Regions from separate parts of the Mus musculus genome. Here regions 1 and 2 are each linked to region 3. Evidence: chromatin contacts called from public ChIA-PET and Hi-C data. All regions are on one chromosome and are shown on one strand. The core of a region is the stretch at or near the end of the contact, and the rest is flanking DNA. Distances in the headings are between cores, read along the strand shown.

Evidence for each region. A called contact is a pair of places that touch in the nucleus more often than the background predicts. ChIA-PET counts read pairs in DNA pulled down with a chosen protein or histone mark.
Region 1: an RNA polymerase II ChIA-PET map of memory CD8 T cells shows a contact between it and region 3, with 165 read pairs. The contact joins two enhancer-like sites. A contact is called at or near these places in 1 of 39 promoter capture datasets (the C10 cell line), 1 of 484 Hi-C or Micro-C datasets (nephron progenitors), 2 of 115 datasets of contacts at active chromatin or transcription factors (CD8 T cells and memory CD8 T cells) and 1 of 9 other capture datasets (embryonic stem cells).
Region 2: a contact with region 3 is called in a Hi-C map of Th1 cells, with 1.9 times the contacts expected there. The contact joins two enhancer-like sites. A contact is called at or near these places in 1 of 15 datasets of contacts at CTCF or cohesin (pro-B cells), 12 of 484 Hi-C or Micro-C datasets (CD4 T cells, CD8 T cells, Th1 cells and 5 more) and 3 of 115 datasets of contacts at active chromatin or transcription factors (embryonic basal ganglia, forebrain and memory CD8 T cells).

What each region holds. Positions count from the first base shown.
Region 1 is chr3:152,927,494-152,931,082 of GRCm38.p6, forward strand. All of the region lies in intron 2 of St6galnac5 (ST6 (alpha-N-acetyl-neuraminyl-2,3-beta-galactosyl-1,3)-N-acetylgalactosaminide alpha-2,6-sialyltransferase 5), which reads right to left. The region is part of intron 2 of Gm46830 (a long non-coding RNA gene); the gene reads left to right. Among named protein-coding and RNA genes, the nearest start is that of Gm46830, 30 kb to the left of the region's middle. Within about 2 kb of position 1,303, at least 80 of the 459 cell types and tissues checked have an H3K27ac peak or open chromatin away from gene starts, as enhancers often do. A contact at or near this core is called in CD8 T cells and memory CD8 T cells, where this site is marked.
Region 2 is chr3:152,968,157-152,971,739 of GRCm38.p6, forward strand. The region is part of intron 2 of St6galnac5 (ST6 (alpha-N-acetyl-neuraminyl-2,3-beta-galactosyl-1,3)-N-acetylgalactosaminide alpha-2,6-sialyltransferase 5); the gene reads right to left. The region is part of intron 2 of Gm46830 (a long non-coding RNA gene); the gene reads left to right. Among named protein-coding and RNA genes, the nearest start is that of St6galnac5, 12 kb to the right of the region's middle. Within about 2 kb of position 1,730, at least 29 of the 459 cell types and tissues checked have an H3K27ac peak or open chromatin away from gene starts, as enhancers often do. A contact at or near this core is called in CD8 T cells, Th1 cells, memory CD8 T cells and 1 more, where this site is marked.
Region 3 is chr3:153,239,248-153,242,934 of GRCm38.p6, forward strand. The region is part of intron 3 of St6galnac3 (ST6 (alpha-N-acetyl-neuraminyl-2,3-beta-galactosyl-1,3)-N-acetylgalactosaminide alpha-2,6-sialyltransferase 3); the gene reads right to left. Among named protein-coding and RNA genes, the nearest start is that of Gm52634, 15 kb to the right of the region's middle. Within about 2 kb of position 1,769, at least 43 of the 459 cell types and tissues checked have an H3K27ac peak or open chromatin away from gene starts, as enhancers often do. A contact at or near this core is called in CD8 T cells, Th1 cells, memory CD8 T cells and 1 more, where this site is marked.

The DNA of each region.
Region 1 (3,589 bases), core at 53-2,552, 310 kb before region 3:
TCTAATACGCATATATTAAGAGAAGCAGGGCTTAATTGTACTCGTGGCTGCACCAGCAGGGGCTGGAGAGGGCTAGGCTTTATAGGCACCCACTGTTCTCTGTAACTTGAATTAAAAGGCATCAAAATGCCTTGGTCTACTGGTTGCTCTAGGCCTTTATTGGAAACCCTGAGTGTTTTTCTATAGATCCTAGCACCAGAGGTCTGTAGTTCTTGTGATAGCTTAGCAACCCAAGTTTTTGACCTGTGGGCAATTTCTCCTCTACAAGGGGGAAAAGAAAAGAAATTAACCAAATAATTTAAATCTAACAACAAAGTAATAAAATGCCAATTTCATTCTGAAGTTAATGGCATTACTTCAAGTTATTTAGCACTTCGTAGCAGAATAACTCGCCAACCTGCACTTTGCATATACATATTTATTGAATTCACCAAGAGTGTGCTCTGCACATTGACTGCCCATGATTTGTGCCTAAATAATAACTCCTGAATAGAACTCACTGCTTTATGGGTCTTTGGTGGGATTTTTGAAAAATAAATTCTGCACAAGGGGTGGCATTAAAAGGGAAAAAAAGAAATATAATGTGATTTTCCTCCTATGCAGGCACAGCGTTAGCTTCCTTTTATTAATCCGAGCAATGAAAATCACTTTGACACATTGTTGTTATTTATTATTTATTTTCACATCTTTCTTTAAAAGGCGGGGTGTGTCCATTTTAACACACTGCTAGAGTCTTCAGAGTCTGTGAGACTGAGTACACAGAACCAAGCCCAGGACGACACGCTGCGGAGCCAGCTCCTCACGCAACCATGTTTATTGCGTGCCCGCTGGCCTGGAGTGCAGAAGTAACTCCTATTAAATTAGCAATCAAGCAAAGCAAAGCTTGAGTCACAGAACAACCCAAAGCACAATGGGATGAACGTGGTGACGGCCAACTCCTTGAGTGCTGTGTATAGCTTTTAAATGTTACCTACAAATTTATAATGTCCCTGATTAGCTTGAAATGTCAAAATCGTAGCTGAAGACCCCACAGAGGATTTCTAAAGGGCGAGGTGCCTTTCCTTTCTTTCTTTTTCTTTTTGCTTTGCTTTCTTCTTTTCCCTCCTCTAGATTCGTCAGAACTAGCTAGCAAAAGCTCCCCGCTTAGCCTGCTAATGACTATCAGAAATATTCACAGTGTTCCCTGGGTTTCTTCTCTTCTCGCGTGGTCAGGCTTTAACATGCAGTCCTTAGTCTCAGCCTAATTACTCACATTTGAAGCGGGAACCTCACATCTGTCACAAAGCTCTTAGGCCACTTTTAGGAAGGCCTTGCTGTCAACAACAGGAAGTGGGAGGAGGGGTTGGGGGTGGACTCTCTTATCTCAGACAATATGTGGAATTGCACCTGACTGACAAAGCCACTGAAGAAGCTGGTGATAATATTATTACAGTAGCTACCATATGTCTTACATCAAATGCGGCTCTAGCTTTATCATTTTCACTGGGGCTCTCTAGAAGGAGATGGGAGAGAGCTGCCGCAGAGATCTGGCTCTCCACTGAAATGCAGGCTTCCTGCTCCTCTATAAAGGAAACAACTAAAACTCCATTTGCATCAAGAACCGAGAGCCCTAGGTTAATTACAGGTAAGGGTATGTTTACATTCCCCAGGGCTAGCTACTGACAGGTTTTATTTCTGAGGGAAAAAAAAAAATGCTGCTGCAGTTTGACTAAATCCACAGGTCTTTTTTTTTTTTTCCACTCTTAAAATTCTGTGTGGCCGAAAGGAACCCATCACTCAAAGATCTTTCAAAGGTAACCTGGAAAACCTTCATTTTCCAGAGTCTGAATGCAGTTAGAGAACCCAAAGTTCAGACCCGGAAGCCTAAACAAAAGAAGACATGGGAGGTCGATACCTTTGTGAGGCTCAAAAGAGGGCGGGTGGCCTCGGGGCATGATGATGGTGACATAATCGGCCAATTAAAACCTTGAGACAAAGTCTGAGCCATACAGGTGCAGAGCCCAGGATGCTGTGAGCTAAGACTAGTCAGCCGGACAATAGTATCAAAGAGCTAACTTCCCAGGTGGGTAACATGCTTGCTTTGAAAGGACCAGGACACGTGCTAGATCCCAGAACAGATGTAAAAAGTAGGGAGAGGCAATGTGCACTTGCAATCCAGCACACAGGGAGACGGAGACAGGCGGGTCGCTGGGGCTGACTAACAAACCTCTTCAAGGCCAGTGAGAGGACTTGTTACAAAGAAACAAACAAAAAGATGGGTGTTATCTGAGGTATGACTGCTAAGGTTGTCCTCTGATCGCCACATACACACACCACTTCCCACATCTGCAAGGCTTCTAGCTTCATCCCTTTCTTTTCTTTCTTCCTCCCTCTCTCCCTCTTCCCCTCCCTGCTGTGGATGGCTCTATGCTGCTTGCTCTCTCAGGACAGTAATGTACTCAGGTGGCTTCTTGTGAACCAATCCTCTAATGAATAAAGGAGCCAATCACTGGGCGAGTAGGCGGGACTTCCGGGTTGGACTGAAGAAGAGGGCAAAGCAGGAGAGAGTTAGGTCCTCTTTGGAACAGACTGCAGAGGGGTAAGGTGTAGCTGTTAGAGTTTCCCAGGCCATTGCCCACCAGCCAGCCAAGAGTTAGAGGCACAAGTGCGGGAGCATGATGGTTCTTCATTTTTTAATATTTCCCACAGCACCGCCCTCCCTCTTTTCCTCTCCCTCTTCCTCCCCTCCCTCTCTCCCTCTTTTCCTCCCCCTCTTCCTCCTCTGTCCTTCCTTTTCGCCTAGTACCAGAGGGAATGATGGATCAGCCAAGCTAACCTTAGCAACTGTCAGGGCCGTAGCTCCTCTGTAGGTTGTTAAGTTACTTCTTTAGGTTTAGATTCAGTTTTCCAAAGCCACGAACCACAGATACGATGCCACAGGCTTTCTTGCCCAGCCAGCCATGAGCTATTTAGCTGTCACTTTGTACCTGCAAGTCCCCAGGGACTCTAGATTTAGCAGTGGGAGCCAGTCTGTCTCTTGCCAGTCTCTGACCACCATCTCTGTCTCTCCTGGTGCTCACTTCTTTGCCTTTAGCACTCCTAGCCACTGACAGACATTCTCACATTGACCTGTTTGTGTAGTGATTCATGTTTGCTTCCTCACCCCCCCCCTCCCACACACACACCTGTGCACAAGCACAGCTTCGTTCTGAAGTGGCCATTCTTGTCTAGAGTGGATGAACCAAGTATCTAATCACTGAGGCAAACGGTAGCTTGTGATCTCAGGAGGCCTGGGCACTGGCTATGGATGCAGCCACTGTCAGAACACTGGCTTCACACAGATGGCCTAGACATGGGGAGTGTTTTTAATGCAGGCCATTTCTCTGGAGAAGAAATAAGACAGAAAATAATGCCAAGTTCGCCACAGGCACCTGAAGAAAAACTATTTGTCTTTGAAGGGTGTGAGGCAGAAACCATATCCAGCAAAACCTTTGTCAGATAAAACTGAAAGATAAGGTCTGCCCCCCACCCCCTTTGTTTTAATTTGTAGATAGAAACACTGGGAATTAAAAGACATTCTACTGAGAAGGTAGGTACTCTATCCTACGTA
Region 2 (3,583 bases), core at 480-2,979, 270 kb before region 3:
AGCTTTCTAGAGCCCGATGAAGAGTTCCGAAGGACTGCAGAGCCTCTGCTCACAGGGAAGGAGCTGGCACTCTTCTTCCCTCTGGTCTTTATTTTGGGTCCCTGTACCTAATTATAGTAACCTTGCCAGTGCCATCGGTTAAGAGTTAGGGACTTTCAGAGGGGATAGGCCATATGAACTCCGCCTGCTATGGTTTGAATATCAAACGTTCCCCGCAGGCTTGCTCTACCTTTGGATGTTGGTCACCGGGCTTGAGATCTACATCCCTGCCCCATTTTCTGTCAGCTTTCTGCTTCCCAATTCCGCTGAGGTGTGGGGGAGGCCAGGAATAGCAGACCAGGCTCCTTCCCTCTCCAGCGGAGCTTCCTGCTGCCATCTTCCCTGCCACGATGATCCATGTCCCCTCTTCCTCTTCAAAGTGTTATGTCAGATTATTTGATCACCGTGATGACAAAAGCGACCACTGTGCCCCTTAAGGTACTGGATGCTGATAGCAGAGCCAGAAGTGCCCCACAGGTCTATACAGTAGAGTTGTATCTGCCCTTCTAGCAGAGCCATAAATGCTTCATACCCAACAGGTCTATACAGTAGAGTTGTACCACACCTTCTCTGCTCAGCCTTGGGAGGACTCACCTCTCGTTCATCCCCTTTGGGGATGTAGCTTTCACCAGACACCCAATGACCATCTTAGATTCCTCCCTGCACAGCTGTGAGGAATGTCTGCTCTTTATAAGTATTCCTATGATCCAGGACTCTATTATAAGAGCACAAACGAGGCACCATCGCCTGCCATTGCTGTAGACTCACTGGGACAAGGTACCGTGCTTGCCTACGTTGTCCTTCTCTGACATCGATGTCTGAACTTTGGACTTAGGAATTCATCACGTGGTGAGCCTACATCAAAACCCACCCATGTCTGGGGCAGGAGTATGACTCCTCAGTGTCTGGGGCAGGAGCATGACTCCTTGGGGTCTGGGGCAGGAGCATGACTCCTCGGTGTCCATCTGTGGCAAGTGTAGGTAGCACCAGGGCTGAGCTTCTCTCAGCGTGGCTGTTGCTGAAGCAGATAGGATGGGAGTTCCCACGAGTTCCCACAATCCTCATCTGCCTTCCTGCAGCCTAGAACACACACAGACCATTACCACTTTTTGTGCATTCCTTGTTCAAAACTTGTACAAGTTGAATAAAACTGAAGAGAATGGGTTTTATGACTTTTGGTGTGGAGTGGGAGTTGCAGGTAACTCAAGACACCTTGCATATGTCCCCGAAGCCGCCTGGCAGGTGCAAATTGCTGAATAACTCCAAATATGGGCCCCATAAACCTGCCGTTCATTTAGATGTACAGTATGTGTTTGTGTTTCCAATCAAATAAATGCCATTGGATGAATTAAGACCAAGGCTTCCTCTTGACAATTTTTTTGTTACTTTATGGCCAATTTCTCTCTGATGAAACTAGAATAGAACCTTCCCTTTCCTCAGATGTCGTTAACAAAGGTGATTTCAAAGAATGGTAATTGTTCTCTCTATAGCTAAATGGGAAATGAGAGGCAGGAAAACCACCCTTTACCTTACTCTATGAAAAGCCCGTGCCTGGTAAGTCTGCCACCCCACAGAGAAGCGAAACACTATAAAGTCCCCAGAGTCCCTTCACTCCAGGTCCCACCGATTCTGCTGCAGGCGGGGAGCTTAATTCTCATTGTCACCAGCATGCATTATGCTGTCTCTGCAGACAGCCCGCTTCAGCCCTAACCATAACATCACGGCTTCCTGTTTTGCTCAAGTCGGCATGAGGCATTAAGATACACAGAAAGGTTCAAAATTAGACAAAGTTGAGCTGCCATCTGGGATCATCTGAGACTCTTTCGGCAGCCATTGAGAGGCAGTCTTGAACCACGAACCTTCTACAGTTGAAGAAGCTGTATTCCGACTGTCTGAGCATTCTAGGTGGCAAGCTCAGAATCTTCACGCAGGCAGAAACCCTAGCTGTCTTGATCCCCTGGCTGCCAATGTCACCGACGCTGCCCGTAGCACTAGCGTGCTGCTGTGAGCAGCAGGCTCTCTGCCCTGTAACCAAGAGCTACTCTAATCACTATACCAATGCCAGAACGACCTAGCTGAAACACACATCTGAGGTAGTTGCTTCTCTACCTCACAGTGATTTCGGGATAAATCCAAGCTCTGCAGCATGTTCACTGTCCTATCCAATCCTCCAGTTACTTGATATATGTTTCTCTGCCTTTCCCTGTGGATGTGAGTCTCAGAGTTGGGGGGGTCATGCTTTATCTCTTGTCTGCTGCCTCCTGATCCCAACACACAATGTTAGGTACAAGGTAGGCACATGCATATAGCAGACTAAGGAACAAGTGCATGTTGTTTAACATCTCTGCAGGCTAACTTAAGCCTAGAAGTTACATAGCTCACTACAAAGAACCTAAACACATCCTCTTGCTTCAACATCTGGTCCACCATTTGGAAGGTCTGTGTTTTCAAAAGATTCAGAAATTAAGCCTGGGTATGTAAAGTCTTTCTTCCCCCATTTATCATTTTTGTCCATTCTCATGATTAATGAGTCTATTAGCCAGGTTTATTCAAATATAACATAATCAAATGCGGCATGATCACAGCTAGACTCAACAAGGATTTACTGAGATTTGATACTTACAAGACACAATATGACTAAATTATGTTTAAGAAGTCGGGCAGACAAGACTGGGAGACAGGTGAAGAAATACCAATGGAAATACTATGTGACAAAAAATGTGCACAGCTACAAAGAATAGCTTGGCACTTGCTAGGCTATATTGCTAATACAGCCAAGCATAGTACAGTAGCATTTCCATCAGCAATGAAGTCCATACACAGGGCTGGCCCATAGGATCATGTGACCAGGATACTGTCTTGTTTGCATAAGTACATGCTGTGTACCAAACAGCAGAATTCTCGGGGTCAGGTGCCCTTGATTTCCCTTACTTCTGCTCTGGGCAGGGCCTGGTGTTTGTCCCATTCCCCTTTCTCTGTAGTACCGACTACATAGTAGGTGCTCATTGTATATGAGATGAGGGGACTGATATGGGCGGTCTAAAGGAATGTCTCCCTCCTTTGCATGCAGGTTTCTGGGGGAACTTTAGAGAGAAAGCCTTGGTCGGGGTCTTAATAATTAAATCTCTGGCAAACTGAAAGAACACTATTTCTTCCCAAAAAAGATGCGTTTTCATTTTAAATATGTGCATGTGCCTGGCGTCAGTATGTGCTCATGTGCACCTGAGTGCAGTTGCCCACAGAGACGGGAAGACAGTGTCATAGCCTCTGGAGCTGGAGTTTACAGGCTGCTGTGAGTCACCTGTGTGGATGTGGAGGCCCAAGCTTGAGTCCTCTGCAAGAGCAGTGCCCGCTTTTCACTTGTGAGTCATCTCCTGCCCATGGAAGGGTAGTTTCTGCAGAAGGAACAGCAGATGTGTGTAGGTGAGCAAGCTGTGCTCCCGGAGTGTGTGGAGCCTGAGCTCAGAGGAGCTGCAGGGGTTGGGGCTGGAGAAGTAGGTCATGGAGCCCCTGTTGGTCTTCCTAAGGGGTGTGAGCTGGATGC
Region 3 (3,687 bases), core at 519-3,018:
AGCCCTCTTCCTCTTAAGCGGTGTCTTCTTTGTGGCTGGATATGCTGGGGTTTCCTCCAGCCCCCTTTAGGAGATCACTCTAATCCTGGTCACAAGAGTTCTGCCCTATGACCTGTCTTCCAGTGTCCTGGATCTTGCTAGCATCCCCTTGGGGCAATGGGACTTTAAATACTTGGAGGGGGGTAAACATGAGGGCAGTGTGGGCTTCTCTGGGCTTCTTTGGAGGAGAATCTTCAACTCCTAAGTGGACGGAGCTTCCACCAGGAAGGGACGGAATCTAATCGCCATGCCTAGCACACACAGGGGAGCAGGTTATTTACTGAATAAATGCATCGCCTGCTCCAAAGTGACTGCTTGTCCAGGCTCTGTGGACTTGGTTGGAATTCTTGCTCCCATGGCTCTGTGCAGGAGTGCCTGACAGGCTTCCTCGTGGGCCACGAGGGGAAGCCTACCCGGAGCCCCACACTTTATGCTGCTTGACTCAGGCTAAACCATGGATTTCCTTACTTCTCATTACTGAGCCCAGAAAGGGCTAATAATCAGCGAGGCTAGCAAAGCTCTGAAATCCCATCGCAAGTTGGAAAGGGAAATGAGTGTTAAAATCATCTTTGAAGCGATACCCATGGCTTCACAGGATGAACATGGTCATTCAGAATGGACAGGTCTACAGGAAATCTAAGCACTTCATCCAGCCCAGACTGTGGAACCAGGACAAACCCAGCCAGGCACATACCTTCTACCCATCGCAGAAGGCCTAAGGACTGTCCTGACAGCCTCACAGTGGGTCTGCTCCCCAGCTGAAGTGATTTCAACTTGATTATGGCTTAGTGAGCCTGCTCCTCCACTCTTGATTACCCCCCCTCCCCATCTCTGTATGTTCCTCATTTCCAGATGTAGTTTACTGGTCTAAATCATTTAATAAAAGGACGATAGCTGCCATAATTCTGATGAATACTGGTGATAGTACAAGAAAGCAGAGGTTTGTCTACATAGCTATCTTTGACAGTGTTTACAGAGGCATTTTGCAGCCAATACTAAACCACACGTCATACCTTTTTTTCTTTCAGTGTTGTGTCCATCTTTCTATCCCTGGACACCGACAGAGCTATTGTCAGTGCCAGCTTGTGTCCAAGGCAGAGACTCTCATATGCACGGCACACAGTCTCTGCCTCAGAGAAGACTGTCTACATAGGCAGACAGAACCGGAAAAAAAAAAAAAAAAACAATAATTCCACATAAGTGAGATCAAAGAGGCTCGGGTAAGTTATCACACAGGAAGTAATTAACTTTGCTTGGGCAGCATGGGGGAAACCAAAATCCAAACAGAGATCCCTACAAAACATTTAAGAAGTCTGCCAGGCTCCTGATAACGAGCCAGGTCCAGAATGCATGAGCTCATCTGAACTGGATAGATAAACTGGGTGCAAAAGTGGACCAGTTCTCAGCCCTGGCTGCTTATAATAGTGGTGAGGAGAACTCCCCCTTCAGGGAAACCAGAGTCCCTGAAGTGAGGCTCAGTGTAGCACACTGGAAACATCTTTCCAAATGAGTGTGCACACATGTGCACACATACACATAGACACACACAAAGAAATAGACATCAAACTCACACATACAACCAAAACACACAATCTCAAAGAATAAGTAGTAAAAAAATTAAGTACTTCTGACTGAGTCATAATCAATCACTCAGGTCCTCTGAGAGCCTCAGGCGATGAGAAAGGATTCAAGGTCTCTGGGACTTTCAAAGGTCTTCCTTTCCTGACAGGCGTTGAGGTCAGTGACAAACGCACCCTTAGCAGGGTGGCCCAATGTTGAAGGAAACTGGGTCTCACAGACTGTCACACTGGTAACACTGACGAATGCTACTGCCAACCTTTAATTTGAAAGAAAAAAAAAAGTTCCCCATGCATAGAAATAGCTTCATTTTTAAATAGCTAAATTTTTGTGTGAGATTTTTTTTTCATTCCCTACATTTCTCAGAAGAGTATGTTATTCCCCCAAGTGCTACAACTAAAACCATGCAGCCATGTGGCAGGATATCAGCAGCCACTTTAGGTTTCCTGTCAGCCCATGTTGAAAGCCACCTTCAGTGCAAGCCTCTTGGGGGTGAAGCACAGCGGGAGGGGTTCTGGCTCATGCTGCTGCTGTTGCTGAGCCTCTATGTGAGTCTAGGCAATCCAGAGAGAATTTCTTCCTGATGAGTACATGACTTTTTCCATACAAACACCACCACCTCAAACACATCCTTTGCCGTCCCAGCAGCTGTCACCCACCGAACGGGCATGCTCACTGCACATCACCCGGGCAGGGGTTCCCTACCGTGGGAACGCTCTGAGAGAAGCCCAGCCTCCTGTCTATCTCTGATTTCCCAACCATCGTGAACAGTAAGAACTCCCGAGGCTGATTACTGGAAGAGAAATGAACTTCAGAGCAAGTAGGCAAATAAGTATCAGAGAAAGGATTGGGTGGCAAATTTAAAACTGTGGACGTGGGTGAAACCTCCAGTAAAGAAACATGGAAGCTGTGTCAAGAGATGCTCAATAAAGGGAGCGCGAGATGCCTCAGAGGGTAGGGGCTCGTGCCACCAAGACCGAGGACCAAGTTTGATTTCAAAGACCCACATGGTGAAGGTGAGAACTGACTCCCACAAGTTGTCCTCTGACCCCCATGCGCTCCATCGTACCAGCTGTCCTCCCTATAAAATAAACAAATGATTAAGCAAATAAAATATATATAAGGAGCTGTTTAACAAACCTCCTTTGAGTCTATCAAGTCCTAATTACAAAATTACGCACCATCAACAGGCACGGAGCAGAGCCCGGCTTATCTAGCTGAGACAAGTGTGTATCTATTTCCAAGTGCTCACCAGGCTGAGAATCTGTTCTCCGGTGTGGGCACTTGCATCTCCAGGTAGGCACTATAACCCTGCTTCTGCTGAGAACATGGCACTGAGGTCTGAAAAGCTGCCCAGTCTGCCTCTGTTTCTCCTCTGTGCGGGGCCTGACAGCGCCCGTCAACAGGGACATCACACTCGTTAGGTTTGTTAGACAAAGGGCAGGGAGACTGATAAATGATTCCTTGATTATTTTCTCTCTGAAATAACTCTTCTGTCCCCGTCCTCAAGTTACATTTAGATAATGAATGGAGGGCTTAAGTGTTTTCCTGGGGAATTATTTAGGAGAAATCGCATTGACGGTTTTAATTCTCAGCAACTGCGAGCGGATATGCATTTAAGAAACAGGAAGATGGGAACAAAGATTCTGTGTTTCTGCTCGCAGAGCTATCTTAGTAAAAAACAGATGGCTGCTACCATGTTCTTTGTTTCTTTGTAAGAGGCTTCAGTCCCTGACAACCCAAGTTAGCAGGTATAGGTCTTATAGGTCATACTCCTGTAGCCCCTGAGGGAAGTGTCAGAGGCAGGATGTCTCCAGGCACCTACCCTGGTGTGAAGAGGTCAGCTCATGAGAGCTAATTTGTCCAGTGAGAATGGCAGGCTGCAGGCATGCCCGGGCAGAACCTGTTTGCAAGGTCTTCAGAGGCTGGACAACAAGGATCAGGAACCTGGGACACAGACCGTGGGGACGGACAGCAAGCTGCCCTGGTGCACCCTCTACCCAGACTGTTCTCTCTGTCTGTGTGTGATGGCTTGGTTTTGCTGTCCACGCCCACTGGATTTCAAACCGC